2 separate regions of the Zea mays genome follow, and region 2 is linked to region 1. The links are chromatin contacts, called in public Hi-C maps. All regions are on one chromosome and are shown on one strand. Each heading gives the region's core, a stretch centred on a gene start, on an enhancer-like site or on the middle of the called end of the contact. The rest is flanking DNA. Distances are from core to core; before and after follow the strand shown.

Region 1 (3,053 bases), core at 243-2,742:
GTATTTTTTATTTTTTTTATTTTTTACAACCAAACTTTTTGTGGTGTGTTCCTACACTATGTAGACCTACATGTATCATTTGTGGACAATTTTAACAGAGTTTTCAATCGTTAGTAGATTTAGTTCGTTTATTTGAATTTCTTCGGAAAATTTAGATTTGAACTGTAGGTCACTCGAAACTTGGAAAACCGTGCATGCAAAAATGATATTCATGTTACTTAGCATAAGTTACGACCGATTCCAGGAGCGGACCGGAAACTTCGAGCAACATGCTCACTAAACATGACCGTGAACTTGCCATACACATGTTTAAAAATTGTATAAAACACAAACAAAGTCAGAAAATCCTGAAACTTGTCCACTTGTCATGATATCATATGTACAGGTTGCGATAAAAATTTTAGAATGTTTGGAGAAAGTTGTGGGACACTATGTGTAGAAACCTAGGAGAACTACATTGAAACTCTATGATTTCATGTGTAGTTCTCCTAGGTTTCTACACATAGTGTCCCACAACTTTCTCCAAACATTCTAAAATTTTTATCGCGGCCTGTACATATGATATCATGACAAGTGGACAAGTTTCAGGATTTTCTGACTTTGTTTGTGTTTTATACAATTTTTAAACATGTGTATGGCAAGTTCACGGTCATGTTTAGTGAGCATGTTGCTCGAAGTTTCCGGTCCGCTCCTGGAATCGGTCGTAACTTATGCTAAGTAACATGAATATCATTTTTGCATGCACGGTTTTCCAAGTTTCGAGTGACCTACAGTTCAAATCTAAATTTTCCGAAGAAATTCAAATAAACGAACTAAATCTACTAACGATTGAAAACTCTGTTAAAATTGTCCACAAATGATACATGTAGGTCTACATAGTGTAGGAACACACCACAAAAATTTCGAGAGACAAAATAAAAAAAATAAAAATATATAGGGTAGAATATATTTAGTAGTAGTCAATATATGAGTCAATAGTCTAGGAAAGAGTATTGAACATACTGTAACCATGACGTGTTCGCAAATCGGTTGCATTTAGATATGTTAGAATAAAATTTTAAGATGGTATCGTAATATGTAGTATCTTTTTTTATTTAATTGTTGTACTGTATTGGATACAATCTAACTGACACGTGGACCGGCTAGCTAGTCAGGGGGAGAGACCCCAGTTCAGCTTCGCGTCGCACCGTACCGGCTAAATAGACGCGTATAAAGTACATGTGGAGCAGGAGGCCGGAGCTAGCAGGGTTAACGCCAATAATCCCCTGTCGTCGTTAGGGTTGACGACGGACGGCGCGTATCTCTCTGCGCGCAGTACGTATGCTATGCTCCAAGCGGTAGCAGCATCCCAAATTAGCATCGGATACCTCATCATGCAGGCTGCCGATGCATGGGCGATGGACAGGCCGCAACCAGACAACGACCACTCCTGTCCTGTCGATCTCTGCGAACTGCATCCGCTGCTGTGACTGGTAACAACCACCAGCTAGGTACCGGACGACGACGACGCAAGTTGGCCTGCCTGCATCACCCTCTACGCTACCTAGCTAGCTATCTAGTATAGAGGTGTGACTGCTGGAGCCATGCATATCCAAATCCCAACACACAGTAGTTAACCTAATTCATCTAGGAGCAGCAGGCTAGCTAGCCAGACAAGCAGACAGTGTTTATTTGAGTCATTACCTTTCCTCTAACTTTGCCCGGCCCGCTTATCCGATTAATTAGCGCACCGTACCTAACCTAATTGATTAATAACGAACCGAGCACGAGCAGTACTAGCAGTAGGGTTAACTGATTAATGCGCCATCGTCTCCAATGCAAGCTAGGGCCCAATTATTGACGCTGTTAAATCCAGCGTGAGTTACAGAGAGAATTGCTATATATCTCTGGTCTGCAGATCAGCTGCGCGCGCCTGACTGACGCTCGGTCGATCGAGCGAGCTAGCTGCTAATGCACACGAATTGAAGCAGCTGATTAGCTCAAGTAGATCTAGAACAGTAGTGCGAGGCTATCATTGGACTCACGAAGCCTTATGGCAGTGCATGCTGCATGCATCTTTTATAACCAAAAAAGAACGACATCCCATTAAGATCTCTGCAGAACGGTTCTCTCTGGTGTCTGGTAACTAATTAATTAAAAAAAACCGTGACCGTATTGGCGCCGTGCCTCAGCGCTAGGAGGCACTCACATGCGACTATGCGAGATTGGAGGGCGCGAGATCCGAGGCAGGCAGGCAGGCACACCGTACCGTACGAATGCAAATCCCGTAGTCTTATCCAAGATCTCTCTATCCCTCTAGCTCTCTAGAAGTAGTAGTAACGTGTAAAATTGAACTCCACGACATGGTGTGGGGCCGGCCGGCCGGCATGCATGTGCACGACACTGATTTGCGTGGCAACGGCAACGTGCCGCCTGTGTCCCTTATATATGTTGAGCTTGAGCAAACTAATCAAAGGCCGAATTTGAACTGATTTATTTTCTCTAATGGCATTGGCTCTCGTGGTCTCTAGTTTTTTTTCATTTACTTGTAGCTTTTGGCTCTTTTACTTACCAAAGATGCATGGTACTGTCACCGTACAAAAAAATAATATTGCCTCGAATACTCGCAAAATATCATTTGAATACTTCGTTGATAAAAAAGCGGACGACCCACAAAAATACATAGTTCAACGTTAGCATGCCATTCATCGGGTCCAACGCTTGGCGGACCAAGCCCCGTGTGTGTTTCTAATTCATTTTTTGCTCTGTTTCTCTCATCTTCAAATGGCCCCTGGAACACCAAATCCTAAATTTGAACTTTCAGTTGTTCCACTATATATGTTCTAAAATGTTGGTAAGGTCTTTTAGAACTTATCCAAATGTTGAATTGACCCAAAGTCCATTTCCTACTCAATATGTCCCTTTTATCTTGGTTGGGCTGTTTCTGCGCATTTTGGTCTTCCAAATGCAACCTTCTTGTCATGTGACTAAACACTTAGCAAACTAGTTAGTCCATCAAGTTGTGATGGTTACCAAACACCAGAATCAATATAGAAATATCTTAATCCCTTTCA
Region 2 (3,053 bases), core at 271-2,770, 72 kb before region 1:
TAGTCTGGAAGCTCTCGCGTCAGGACCCTCTTCCGATATATCCCCCGGCCCTTCTGAAAGCAGGGATGATCTGTGCTAAACCGCGCTTAAGTAACATTAATGGAACCTGCGAAGGGGAACAGAAGATACTACACTACACTACACGCCAGAGCAAGCAATAAGATGACTGACGTACGCACCAGAGAATTTCTAGTTTACGCTCGCCGCCGGCCAGACCGATCAGTAACAGGCAGCGGACTTGCGGCCAGTGAATCCAAAAATCCCCAGGACGAACTGCGGCCTTTTTATACCCTCCACGCGCGCCAAGACAACCATGTGCAGCCAACAATAATGTGGCGGTATTTACAATTCGGTTATTCAGATTCAGGCTCGATCGATCGATCGATCAAAGTGCTCTCACTACTACCCACTCGGTAACAACCTCTGATGAAAACGTTGGCGCGTGGCGTGGCGATTGTACTGTCCGGCCGGCCGGCCTGCCTGCCTTCCGATCGTGCCTTGTGTCTTGTCAGGAAGCCAAGAATTATAATTTGTCCTCGATCGATCGCACTCGCAGCGAACGGCCAATGATGGCTTGCCGCCCGCCCGCCCGCCGCAACTGATCAGTACTGGTGGTGGAGAAGAAACCATATGGCGCGCGCGTGGTGGCGTGGCAATGGACATGCATGCATCCCGCGCGTGGGCTAGCTAGCTGTGTCTGGCTCCGACGAGCCAGCAGGCGCCCGGCGGCACGGCACGGCGCGGCACGGCTTCAGCCCACAACGTGCAGGCGGATCTTCTTGGCGGCCCTAGGAGGCGGCGAGGACCTGTCCGCGGGGGCGGCGGCGGCGCCGCGCGGGACGAACACCGTGGAGAGGTCGAGCGGCACGGGGAAGAAGAAGGCGCGCTGCAGGCGGCAGCAGCGCTTCCTCCTCTTGCTGCCGGGCGCCACCGGCTTCCGCGGCGCCGGAGGGCACACCGTGGCCGGCCGCAGCAGGCACGGCGACGCCGTCGGGGTCACGCACGCGGCGGAGTCGATGTCCAGTAGGCCGCCGCCCAGGCCCAGGCGCGGCAGAAGGGAGCTCGCGGCCGTCGGCGTGACGCAGCCCGTGTCGGCGGCGTCCGGGCCGTCGCCCGCCGCCGCGGTCTGGACCGGCCGGAGCACGGCCAAGTCGGAGAGGTCGAGCTCGACGCCCATCGGGTGGGTAATCTAACACTCAGATGGAGAGGCCCCGGCCCCCGAGGCGCCTGCACAACTGGCTAGGTCAAGGAAGATAAGATCTGCCCGCAGGGGTCGTCTCGTCGTCGTGTACGTGAATTGTGACGAACAGGGCAGCACTAGGTCGCAGGCGGTGTGCTCTTTTGTAGCGGCGGTAGTGCAAAGGAGGAGGGAGGGAGGGAGGCAGGCAGGCAGGCGTGATGGCGAGGGGATATGGAGGTGATGATGGTGGCAATGGGGAGAGAGATGAGCAAGCAAGCAGCTAAAGGCAACAGAATTATATGCAGGCAGGCAGGCAGCTGCAACAGCAACACAAAAGGCCGCATGACATTAGAGGAGAGAGGGAGGGGAGGGGCAAGGGGAAGGGGTGGTGCATATCATTGTGGTGGGGGGGCGAATATGAGAGAGAGAGAGAGAGGGAATTCCAGAGAGAGAGCCAGCGGTGAAACTTTTAGGCCTTAATTAGGATCGAGTAGATCGCACCTCGTCCCATCCATCTCCATCACGCACTGCCTGCGCACCAGGGAAACATACAGGGTTTTTAATTTTATTAATATACGGACGAGATGCCATGGATCAGCTGAGCAACAGGCAGAGGGTGGGCAGATGGGACGTATACGCCGCCGGCCGGTGCGCTGCCGGAGAGTTTTACTTTACAGCGCCGGTGACCGATCGTCGATCGAGCCACACAAATAAAACAAGCCCGCGCACAACACGACGCGAGAATGTTCCTAAACCCTTGCGGCGTGCTCTCTGCATCGTCGTCCCGTCCGTAGCCAAGTGTGTGAAATAATGCATGCCGCTGTAGTATGTACTACTTTGCTAGCTCATCTGTCTGTCTGTGCATGCGTAGGCAGTGCTAAACCATTGCATATGCACAGACTCAGCTGTGTCGTACAAGGCACACTGGTCATAATCGGTGCTAGCTTCCAAGGGGGTTAGATGGATCTAATCAATTCCCCGCCTCTCGATCTCTGGCTTTGGTGGCGTGGTGGTGGTGGTGCGCGTTTATGTGTCCTGGCCTCCAACTACTAACTGCTGCTCCTTTTAATTTGTGCGTCACTGTACATACCCATTAATGTATACAGTATATCAATATGCTAGTAGAGTAGTAGTAATAACCACATACTACGTCATTTCCTCCGGTGGCTAGTTAGTTTCCGTGCCGCATTTGCAATTGATCACTGTAACTACAGGAACGGACCGCTAAGCTTTAACACTGCTTGCCATTCGTCGGCTACGAGAAATTAAAACTGACGGAAACAAATCAAGTACGTGGCGATGGTGAAAGGGAGGCTAGGCGCGCGGTCGGTGGTGTAAAAAAAAAAAGAACTGGTGCGGCCAAATAGGAGTTTGGAAGGAAGCTTTAACTGGCTGGCTCCTTGGGTGCTTCATGTGGCCTGTGTCATGGCTAGCAACGACAGGCGGTGCTTTTAATTCCTCTCTCTGTCCTCGTTCCCTCCCTTAATTTTACCCCCTCTCTCTATGACTCTATGTATACATACATACTATGAGGCCTTTTCAGTTTTCACTGGGACCCCTGCCGCTGCCAGGTGGGTCCCGAGCATATTATTGTTGCCGTATGCACCGTGCGGCAGGGCCCTGGCTGGTAATTTCCAGCAGGCCTGCGCTCTGCGCCAATTATGGGTCCATCCTGGCCGTCCAGTGCCATCCCATCCGTCCGCATCGCCTGACAGCCCGATTGTTCTGTTTGTTTTTTTCATGGCTGCAGGTACTAGTACAGTAGTGGTAGTAGCTGGGAAGGTTATTGCTACAACTACAAACTAGCGGGCTTGGGTTCTTCTACTAGCGGGCTTGAGTATCCCACCGCAAACGTCTTAGCAATACTTATCTA

The links. A called contact is a pair of places that touch in the nucleus more often than the background predicts.
Region 2: a contact with region 1 is called in a Hi-C map of endosperm, with 2.9 times the contacts expected there. The contact joins the promoter of LOC100278847 here to the enhancer-like site in region 1. A contact is called at or near these places in 3 of 25 Hi-C or Micro-C datasets (ear, endosperm and tassel).

What each region holds. Positions count from the first base shown.
Region 1 is chr9:111,247,945-111,250,997 of Zm-B73-REFERENCE-NAM-5.0, reverse strand. No RefSeq gene overlaps it. Among protein-coding and RNA genes, the nearest start is that of LOC109942375, 51 kb to the right of the region's middle. Within about 2 kb of position 1,492, at least 19 of the 20 cell types and tissues checked have an H3K27ac peak or open chromatin away from gene starts, as enhancers often do. A contact at or near this core is called in ear, endosperm and tassel, where this site is marked.
Region 2 is chr9:111,320,087-111,323,139 of Zm-B73-REFERENCE-NAM-5.0, reverse strand. LOC100278847 reads right to left here and starts at 1,520. Exons shown (of 1, transcript NM_001151989.2): 1 at 300-1,520. The coding sequence starts at 1,177. The coding sequence ends at 752.